2 separate regions of the Mus musculus genome follow, and region 1 is linked to region 2. Evidence: chromatin contacts called from public HiCAR-type data. All regions are on one chromosome and are shown on one strand. The core of a region is the stretch at or near the end of the contact, and the rest is flanking DNA. Distances in the headings are between cores, read along the strand shown.

The links. HiCAR-type assays count read pairs that join an accessible place to other places.
Region 1: a HiCAR-type map of PVALB interneurons shows a contact between it and region 2, with 4 times the contacts expected there. The contact joins two enhancer-like sites. A contact is called at or near these places in 1 of 39 promoter capture datasets (hippocampal neurons), 6 of 15 datasets of contacts at CTCF or cohesin (the NIH/3T3 cell line, embryonic stem cells, hippocampal excitatory neurons and 1 more), 167 of 484 Hi-C or Micro-C datasets (the 3T3-L1 cell line, 3T3-L1-derived adipocytes, 8-cell embryo and 96 more), 14 of 115 datasets of contacts at active chromatin or transcription factors (the NIH/3T3 cell line, PVALB interneurons, SST interneurons and 10 more) and 4 of 9 other capture datasets (adipose tissue, embryonic stem cells, liver and 1 more).

What each region holds. Positions count from the first base shown.
Region 1 is chr10:116,193,842-116,199,005 of GRCm38.p6, forward strand. All of the region lies in intron 6 of Ptprr (protein tyrosine phosphatase, receptor type, R), which reads left to right. Among named protein-coding and RNA genes, the nearest start is that of Taf7l2, 83 kb to the left of the region's middle. Within about 2 kb of position 3,275, at least 45 of the 459 cell types and tissues checked have an H3K27ac peak or open chromatin away from gene starts, as enhancers often do. A contact at or near this core is called in PVALB interneurons and SST interneurons, where this site is marked.
Region 2 is chr10:116,074,732-116,080,244 of GRCm38.p6, forward strand. All of the region lies in intron 2 of Ptprr (protein tyrosine phosphatase, receptor type, R), which reads left to right. Among named protein-coding and RNA genes, the nearest start is that of Taf7l2, 36 kb to the right of the region's middle. Within about 2 kb of position 1,535, at least 2 of the 459 cell types and tissues checked have an H3K27ac peak or open chromatin away from gene starts, as enhancers often do. A contact at or near this core is called in PVALB interneurons and SST interneurons, where this site is marked.

The DNA.
Region 1 (5,164 bases), core at 2,025-4,524, 120 kb after region 2:
GTGGATACATTTTGATAGGTAACAAATTTTTAAAAACTTTTAATCCTTCTCCTGTTGATCTCCCTCCAGGAGATATGAATAAAGATCATGACTGAGCGAATGCCAGGGCATAAACTGTATTAAGAACTCTAGAATTGAAAGCCTGCATTCTTTAAATCAGCCCCCTGCCGTGAGAGCAGAGAGTCAACTCTTGCACTCTCTATCCAATGGCAGTGAAATCTCAAATCTGCTCTGAGGTCAGAGGTAGGGCTTCGTGAAGGCTTAGCTTGAGACGCAGATCGTTGTCCAGGTGGTTTGTGCACAGGATGCTCTAAGGAGAAGCCTAGCAGGGAAGCAGAGAAGCAGCTCAGGCACGAGGACAAGCAAAGGGGGGTTGGCTCATACGCTCACTCTGACCACACAGGGAGCCCTGGATCATCCATGGTTGCTCATGGACGGTTCTCACCTTCAGCGATATGAGCTTGATACCCATTCCCTCATACCACTGCAGGATGCCTGCAGATATAACGTCCTACTCAGCTCCTGTCACCTGAGGGTGATTCTCCCAGAAAGTGGCCACCAGATGCATTTAACAGGCAGCGTTCCTGGGTCGAGGAAGAAGATGAGAGCATTGGTGAAGCAGAGGTGACCTGAAGGGGACAACTGCAGCATCACTGTGTTTTCCAAGGGTTGCCCCGCCAGTTCTAGCACAGTTAAGTTCATACTGCAGGTTTCTTTGATCTTTCCAGGCCACTGGCTGTGTTCTGCATGGTCTCCTTAGAATAAACACCGTTTGTTCTACCCGAACTATGCACTGTTGAACACAATCTATCAGCCTGACTCATTTGCTCCCCGTGACAGCATAAAGGATCCTAACACAACACAGAACAGGCAAATACACGTAGAATGAAAGACCCCAGGAAGACTCAGGCTCTTCGTGTGCCTTATCTCCATTGATCCTCACAAAAGAAGAAACTTGCTCTGTGTGTGTCAAAGAAGCGTGCTCCGTGAGTTTAGTCTATTGGCAAAGTAATTTGTAGTTAAGTTTCTGGGCTGTTAGGGAGGCAGATACAAGTGGAGAGCAAGCAGCCTGCCCCCCCCCCCAAAACAAATGCTGTACTACCACCTTTTGCGAAAAGAAGACAAACATAATCCTATATCCCATGGAAAACAAATTAAAAACAGTATAATGAGAAAACAGGTACACGACATATTGCCACACAGTCATTTCCCTTCTCAGATTTCCCACTACACTTTCAGAGTCCTTTTCAGATTTTAAATCAAGAAGATGGAACTTGGTGAAGCAGACTAAACCACTCAAAGCGGATAGCCATTAGCCATTGCCTGTTGGGAAGCATGTTGTCTGTCCCAGCCTTCTTGTCCTCCCTGGTCCTTCTCATTCTAGTGTCCAAATGCTCATCTGGCAAAATGGTGGAGAATATGAGTGCAGCAAAGAAGCTTCAGTGAGATGCGATATTAGCAACGATAAAGAAAACTCAAAGCCAAAACTGAGCGCAAAGCATGCTGGGTGCACGGGGCAGGGCAGGGCGTGTCTCTGCTCTGTCTAGATCTGGATATACTTGCTGTAGACAGAGGGGCGAGACACCTCGGGGAAGATTTGTTCGTGCCACTCCAACCAGCGCTCTCATTGCTGTTAGAATAGGAGATAGTGTGGAGAACATTGGGAACACATATAAGCTCTCATTAACAGTGAATGACAAGCTAATTTCCTCTTCATTTGTACAATATAGACATCATGCATTTTTATGAGGTTAAATCGGGGGTTCTGAAAGTTTAGCAAACAATTCTTAAGAGAGTTCTGTATTCCCTAATAACATTTTCTTTAAAAAAAAAAAAAAAAAAAAAAAAAAGGAGGCTAAGAAAGTAGAGATAAAGATGTAGAACTTTTGTCTCTAGGCAAGTCGAGAAGAAAATGTAAAAATATTCAACATAAGAGAACACAGTGGCATCAGATGCAGACTCGGGAGGCTAGAGTGGGAGCCAAGGTTATAGTAGAGACTAGAGTGGGAGCCAAGGTTATAGTAGAGACTAGAGTGGGAGCCAAGGTTATAGTAGAGACTAGAGTGGGAGCCAAGGTTATAGTAGAGACTAGAGTGGGAGCCAAGGTTATAGTAGAGACTAGAGTGGGAGCCAAGGTTATAGTGTGCGTGAGGGAGATTTAGCAGGGGTAGATTCAGGGGGAGGGGTTGGAAGCAAACCCGGGGCCTCTCACATGTTTGGTAAGCACTCTACCACTTAGTCATATAACCAGCCCGAACACATAATTTCTTTAAAATTAAAAATAAAAAAGAAGACATTTTGCTAAACCCTGGCCACCATGTATTGGCCATCATGGGCCCAGCCTCAGTCCCTGAGCCTCTGTTTTTGGGTGACCCACCAGTTTGAGACTGGACACGACCAGACGTCACTACGACTGCTCCATTTCTCAGGTTGCCTTCCCATCCCTCCCTTGTGACACCTTGACACCATGCCAGAGCGGGTCCCAATGAGTGCTACTCCTGCTTGTAATTGTTACCAGCCCACCCAGAACACAGGCTGCCTTGTGAGATTGACTAGAACAGACTCTCAGCCCTCTGTGCACCCAGCCTGATCCTGAAATCCTGGCCCCTGGGGTGAGTCACGTGGGAGCCATCTCCACACCTGCCGTGGAGAGAGCAGATTCAGTCACCCTGGGGAACTCTTGTGGCCATTCAGATTATGACCTATATTTAGAGAGAATTAAGTGTGCTTCCTACGTGTTGCATAAGGCTGAATCTGAAAGAACAGCACATGTACTTAAACACTGAGCCACCTCTCCATCCCAAGGCAGGTGTTCTGTCACGTTCTTGTCATTCTGACCCTGAATGGGGAATGGTTTGGCATCATTCTTGAGACTCCTGTTCACTGATTGTTTTATTCATGGGTTGAGTATGAGCTTCGCTTTGGAGAGTACTTTCTTTGCTGTCTTTGGGCACACCAGAAGAGGGCACCAGATCACATTGCAGATGGTTGTGAGCCACCGTGTGGTTGCTTGAATTAAACTCAGGACCTTTGGAAGAGCAGTCGGTGCTCTTAACCACTGAGCCATCTCTCTAGCCCCAGTACTTTCTTTATAAAAGTAGCTGTCCTGTCCAGCTTTGCTAGGGGACCCTACCCCAGTCCTCCATGTACAAGTTGTCAGAACTAGGTGAGCCACCCTTTTTTTGCAAGATTCGCTTTAATCAGGGCAGGCGCAGACAGTTCCCAGGGAAAGCCTAGCATACTATTTGGAGAGAGCAGCTCTGAATCTTAGATACTGAGTCAGGGTTTTCCTGGCAGGCAGGCTCTCACCCAAGGCGCTGTTTGAAATGTGTCATACGGCTCGGAATACAATTGTGTGCATCCCACAGGCTACCTGAACGTCGCTTGTCTCTGGAGGGAGGCACCCTCCCGCTCTCAGTAGATTTCCTTGGGCTTGGGCCCATGACCTCCGTTTAACAGAACATCCCAAAATGATGTATCATCAAAGGCAGGTAACTTGAGCCAAATTAAGTTAGTTTGAAACCGGTTGCCTTCTTTTGTATGTGTGAATATATTATAAATTAAAGTGCTGTCCCGTTTAGCAAGACCTCACGCCGGGAGAGGCATAGGGGCCAGAGATTCTCAAATCAGTTTCTGTGCTTAGGGCCAGGTTCATTTGAATCCAATATAGAGAAATATTGCCCTCTAGTGGAGGCAGCTTATTGATTCATTTGCCACCTAATTGTGAAATTGTGAATTGGGAAAACTGAATTTTACTTTTTTTCCATATTATTAAAAATATTTGTCCTTAATCCTAGCACTTGGGAGGCAGAGGCAGGTGGATTTCTGAGTTCAAGGCCAGCCTGGTCTACAGAGTGAGTTCCAGGACAGCCAGAGCTACACAGAGAAACCCTGTCTCGGATGGGGGGGGGGGGGATCCATACAATGTATCTGTATTATGGTTTCCCTTCCCTCTACTGCTCCCAGTCCCCCCCCCCCCCACACACACACACCTCCCCTCCTCTTCAGGTCCCTCCCCCCTTTCTGTGCCTTGCAAAGGACCTGTAGGAAAACAAATTTAAAAAGAAAGGGAGGAAGAGGGAGGGAGGGAGGGGAGGGAGGAGAGAGGAGGAGGAGGGGGATGCCAAGACACAACATTATGAAAGTGGGAATTTCCAAAAATGCAATTGAGTTAGTTTTGCATGTCCGCTGGGTGCACAGCCTAACCTGAAGAGTAGTTTCTCCAGCGAGACTCCCTTTGAGAAACCTAATGCTTTATTTGAAGCGGTTATCAGCTGTAGATAGCTTCTGTGTTAAGGATGGGACACATCTGCCTCTTCTTTCACCTCCAGGACCCCATCGCAGCCCTGTGCAGGCCTCTGCCTCTGCGTGTTCAGATGGGTTTAGTAGGCCCTGTCTCCTTGGTGTCCTCTGTCCCCTCTAGATCTTAGGCTCTTTCTGCCTCCTCTTCCACGGGGTTTCCTGAGCTCTGAGGGGAGGGTTTGCATGAAGGGATCCCACTTAGGGCCGAGCATCCCAAGGGCCCTCACTCTCTGCACACCGTCTGGCCCTGTTCACCCAGTTCTTGAGCAGAGAGCTTTATCATCTTGGTCTACTGATGGTGGCTTTTTCAACTGCCAGGGTTCTATGCAAGAGTCTAAATCAGCTCGTTTAAATCAGCTTGTAGAGTACATCACTTGAACTCTGGGTATATGCTATGATGTTCTCCCTCCTCGGTGAGTTATTGGGGGCAGAGCAATAGACATAGTCCAGCCAAAAAATTGGAGAAAAGGGGTGTTCTGTGCTTAGCCATATGTGGTAAAGTGAATTTGCTCTCAGATAAATTGTTAAAAAGTAGAAAGCATATGTATGCACTAAGGCACTGAGCGTACAAAAAGGAGAGAGAGATGGATCTGAAGGTTTGGGTTTGGGTTTTCTTAGCAGGGGTGTTTTAGGGTTTTTTTTGTTTGTTTGTTTGTTTGTTTTTTTGTTTTTTTGTTTTTTTCTTATTGTTGGCTTAGTTTGGGCAAATTCAATTTAGGAGTTTGGTTAAAAGAGATTTTGGAAGCATATGCACAGAGGTAAGTTCATAATTATTACTTCCTCTGTCCTGAATGGAAAACCTTTGAGAGCAGCAAAGGAACAAGAGATCTTTTTGCTAAATACGTTTTTCAGTTTATTTGTT
Region 2 (5,513 bases), core at 285-2,784:
CCTACTTTACAGCAGATGCCCTTGTATTCTGACTCTTACAACCCTTTCTCCCTTCTTCAGCAAGCAGTGTTCCCTGCATTACGAATGCATGAGCTGTGATGTAGATGAAGCCATTGTGACCAGGCTCCCCACAATCTGTTGATCTCTATGCTGTGTTTAGTTGTGGTTTTCTGCAATGGTCTCCATTTCCTGTCAGGAGAAGTGGGTCTGGTGAGCGGTGGTAGCTACATGTACCTGTGGATGTAAGGACAAGATTTAGAATGTAGAAAAGACTTATGCCAGTCTATCAAAATTGTGGTGGTGTCTTAGTCAGGGTTTCTATTTCTGCACAAACATCATGACCAAGAATCAAGTTGGGGAGGAAAGGGTTTATTCGGTTTACACTTCCAAGCTGCTGTTCATCACCAAAGGAAGTCAGGACTGGAACTCAAACAGGTCAGGGAGCAGGAGCTGATGCAGAGGCCATGGAGGGATGTTCTTTACTGGCTTGCCTCCCCTGGCTTGCTCAGCCTGCTCTCTTATAGAACCCAAGACTGCCAGCCCAGGGATGGCACCACCCACAAGGGGCCTTTCCCCCTTGATCACTAATTGGGAAAATGCCTTACAGTTGGATCTCATGGAGGCATTTCCTCAACTGAAGCTCCTTTCTCTGTGATAACTCCAGCTGTGTCAAGTTGACACAAAACTAGCCAGTACAGGTGGTAAGGTCTTTTCTAAGACTCATGACCACATCAGCCCCAGAAAGCAGGCTAGGTAATGTGGAAGGGAGAAATTTTCATAGGGTCCCACCCCTAGACAAAGAAGTACAGGCAACCAATGACTGATGGGAGAAGGGGAATTAGCCTCTCTCTCTGGGATGAGTCCTTTTTGTTTGTCCAATGCAGAGTAGTCAGCTCTGAATCCACATAGTCACCCACAAACAACAAAACGACTCAATTACTTGTATTTATATATATTTGTACATGCATACACACTGATACATGAATAGTAAAAATAAAGAAAAAGAGGCTATTAATGTATGGATGGGGCATGGATGTTATTTAGGGGAGAGTCATTGGAGAGGGCTGAAGGGAGGAACGGGATGATGCGATTCTAATTCAATTCAAACATTATCTAAACGTTTTCATCTAAAAATACATGTACTCTCCTATAAAGTGTTGCTTGAAAGGAGAATAAGATGCTAAGCAGTCAGACGTGCTGTTGAGTAAGAGAGGCATCTTTCCTGTTTACTAACGTGCACGAATTTCAGACTATTATAAGCAACTTCAGGAGATTGTCTACAACTACCTCTAATGGCTTCAGCTGCAGGAAAGAAGAAAGGAAACCAGCATCTCCCATTGTAAGCAATTCTGGAAGAAGCACAAGTAGAATTTGCTGAGACTCAAAACATCATGTGGGAGTGTTTGTCCCAAATTGCTCCTTGATGCAGATTTGGTTTAAAAACACTAAAAATAATGCCTTTACTCATCTAGGACTTCAAAGTTTCTAAGTAGATTTCCCATCATACTTTGTCCAAGCCTCCAGTCATCGGACTGAAGGCGCCCAAACAAAAGACTCTGTACAGACAGCATATTCTCTGAGACACCATGAGGCTTGACAGAGACTGGCAGTTTCCACGTGGTCGAGGAAGAGCTGGGCTGTAGGAAGATGACTGCTTCTTCACATTTGCTGTGTCCTTGTTCTCTCCCCATTTCTCCAGACAGCACATGAGAACTATGGGAGGTGTGTCACTCCCAGACGTCAGTTTGCATGAGTGCTTCTTGTGATTCCCAAGTCTCCGGTGACCATGAAGCTCATGGATGTTGGAGGAGTTCTTCTGTTTCCCATGTACTTTTTCTACAATGTCTGCCCTGAGTTCGTCAGCCGAGATTAGAGCTGTGTGCTCTAGCCACTGGTACCAGATAACCCTTTGACTTAAGAAACAATTATGATTCTGTTTGTATCTGAGCTTCCATCTGGACAGCTTGGTGATCTTGTGGATCAACCTTTCAATAGTAAAAACAAACAAACAAAAAGCCCTAAGCTTATTTTTTTTAAATTTCTCACAAGTAACCAGAATATGTATTGTAATTGAGAGAAGAATCCTCTTAGCCCATATTTCCCAAGCCAAGGGTCAATCCAATACCACCTGTATGTTGCCAGGATTTTACAGAATTATTAAAAGGCAATGGAATTTGAAACTTGACAGTCAGAATATGCACAGATCAGTTTGCACAGAGTCTTGTATTTTCCTTTACCATCATAGGAAGATACTCTAGTTTCTAGAATTGGGAACTCAAAGTAAGCACGGCCTATGTGGCATGTACTATGTTTAAAATGTTATAAACGCAGTCCTCACCATGTAGCGCATAAATAATTTACAGGGCACTATCTCATCATCCTCATTTCAGAAATGAGGAAACTGAGGGTCTTAAAGTTAAGTAATGTGACTGGATAGGCGAGATTAGTAAGGGCCAGACCCCGAACTCAGATGCAGACACAATGGATGCAGAGGCAAGCTCTGCTCTCCAGTGCCGAAATACAGTGTCAGCTTTTATTTGCCCCATACAAGGAAATAGAAAATAAAATCATTAGTCAGTAGACATCAGAGGAGATCAGAGAATAAATCTAAATCAAAGGAGAGCTAGAGAGTCTTCCAACAGAATGCAGTGTCTGCTTATATTGCATTGAACCTGCATCTCTCTGGATACTGACAACTGTGAGGGTCTACTTAAGATGTGCCTGCTTCCAGATAGGAAGGTGGAAAAGAACCATGCATGGGGTGTCTACCATACACATAACGAATTATTAATGTATCTGTGATATTTGAACCTTGTCAAAATATGGGATGTTGACAGGACTTTGTTCTGCAATTGTCTAATAGCAATACTGCTCCATTGTTCCGTCCTTCATGTTGCTCAGTGTCACAGGAGTTGTCTGCCCTTCCTACTGCTCAGTGTCACACAGGAATTGAGCATAAATGCCTCCGAAGAGCTTTAAGTGCCAACATGCAGACCTCCATGTGATCATGGGACTGGAAGAGAAAGAAGAGTCATTCTACTCTCAGTGGCTTTGAAAGAATGTCACTTTTAACATATGCAACTGTAGAAAGGAAAAGAAAAGATTCATATGTTCAAGTAAAGGCTTAATGGAATGCTATCCTAACTCTGATGATAACTGTGACGTTTTAACTCCTGGATTCTTAGATATTTACTGATGTGTTAATGTATGTATTATACACAGTCATATAGTCTATATATAGCCATCCCTTTACATTCATGCTTACTAAATTCATGTTTCAAACAACCATTGAATTAAAAGATTCATAAAATTGAATTTATGTCTATACTATACATGAAGAGATTTTTTTCTTGTTGTTATCCCCTAATATATCTTTTCAACAATTATAAAATGCTTCTGTTTTGTCAATTATTGTAAAATATCCATGATTTAAAGTGGATGGCAGTCACTGTGGTGGTTCTGTGCAAGCACTACCCACTTTTGTGTAACCAACTTAAGCATTTCAGATATTGTTGTTCATAAAAGATTCTGGGACCAACCCCTATGAGTGCCAAAGAATAACTACCTACCTAAAATATGTAATTTTATGACATTTAGAAAATAAAGGGCAGAAATATCCCAGCACTTAATGTATGCCTTCTATCTGTCCCACAAGTTAATACATAGAAAATAGTTTCATAAGTGATTTGAATAAGTTTTCCATCTCTTACTTGTGTGTGACTGGCTAACCTGGGTCTGTTAGCCAGCCTGGGTCTGAGCTGCCAGTGGAAGCTAAGAAGCAGTGAGGTCAAACATGAGACAGAACACACTCAGTTACTGGAGTGAGCACAAAAACCTCAGCGTTCAGTACAATGCCTCGTGCCTATAATCTCCGCACACGGTGGCTGAGGCAGGAGGACTCTGTCATGACTTTGAGGATGACACTGTGGGTTCCAGCCCAGCCCAGGTTACAGTGTGAGACCTTGCCTCAAAAAGACAAAGCAGAACTGAGTGAAATCCAGGGGGCCATTTCACAGATGAAGGCTAAGTAAAAGCCATGGGATAGACATTGCTACAGGCATGTCATCAGGCAAGTGGCCAAGGCGCTATTGACTCAAGCCTGAAAGTCGATGCTCTGGAGTCAAATCTATTTATCTGTTCTTCTTTTCCTTGTTTAGATGTGTAAGCAGAGTGTCCAGTGGCTAAGGGTCAGAATCCATGGCTGCACGGCTTATGTTTGAGTTTTGATTGTCTAGTCTCTCCCTGTGATAGCAGGAGCATGTGTGGCATCTAATCACTGTCTCGGCGGTGAGTCTGACAACTACAACAGGGCTTTTCTCATAGGGTGAGCATGAGGGTCGAGGGAGCTAATATATGAAAAATATTAGCATGGTAATTGCAGCTATGGCACAGATAATTATTACTCTCATTATTAATAATCTCTGCTGTGTTCCTGTGCCCTCCTACAGGATGAAGGTCGTAACACTCACCCCAGAGAGTTGCAGAAAAGAATAAATAGAAAAAGCCTTTAGCACCCAAACGGTTGTCATGACCATTATCGGGTACATGCAGGGAAAACTACAATAATTTATCATGATGACAGAACTTCTTCGGGATGCCTCAAAATGCCACCCGTTTATCACAGAGTACATATACAACGACCAGCATCCAGCTGTAGCCCTACCCTGCATTTCATATGTTGCACACACACAAAAAAAAAGTCACAAAACTAAAGATGGCGCAGTAGGAGGAAATGTAAAATTCTAAATTCCATCTGTGCTTTGCGTCACAGGGCACATCCTTAAACGCCATCTCTTCCCTCCCTGCATTCTGTGCTCAGAGTGCTGCTTCTGTATTCTCATGCGCTCCTGCCTCCTCTGGGGCTGATTTACACCTCAAAGAATCCCGAGCCTTAACTTCAGTGCAGAATCCCTGAGAGGCAGCCCTGTTGCCACTTGCTGAGTACCCAGTACTTAGAATAACACTGTGCTAGCAATGAAGACGTTTGCTTATGGTCACAGGTAATGATGCCACTTTTTAATATGCTTTTAATAGCGCTGGGGATTGAGCCCAAGGCCCCATGCATGCTAGGCAAGCACTCTTCTCAACCAAGAGGCATCCCCAGCCTTAATACACTTCCAATGCCCGTTTTCTCCCATGTACTTTTACTTTGGTAATCTTTCTTCGTGATCCTGTTCCTCACAGATCATCTATAGGATGCTGAGTTCATATTGCTTCTTTTTTTTTTAGCTTTTGCTGAATGAATAATTTAGGTGATTGGTTTGTCCTATGTCTGGCTACTCATTTTGATGCTTGATTAATTTTTCAAGCCCCTTACTGGGTCCTACCCCTCCCATTTTCCAAGGGTCTTTGGACTGGGGCTGGAAGAATTTTTAGGGCATCCAGTCAGACTATGTGACTTCCACCTCCTGGCACACCCTTCCTCTCTATTCTTCTCATCAGGCTTCACACATACGCGGCTTGTCCACCTTTGAATACATTTTATTTTTCTAACCCAGGGCTTAGTACAACAA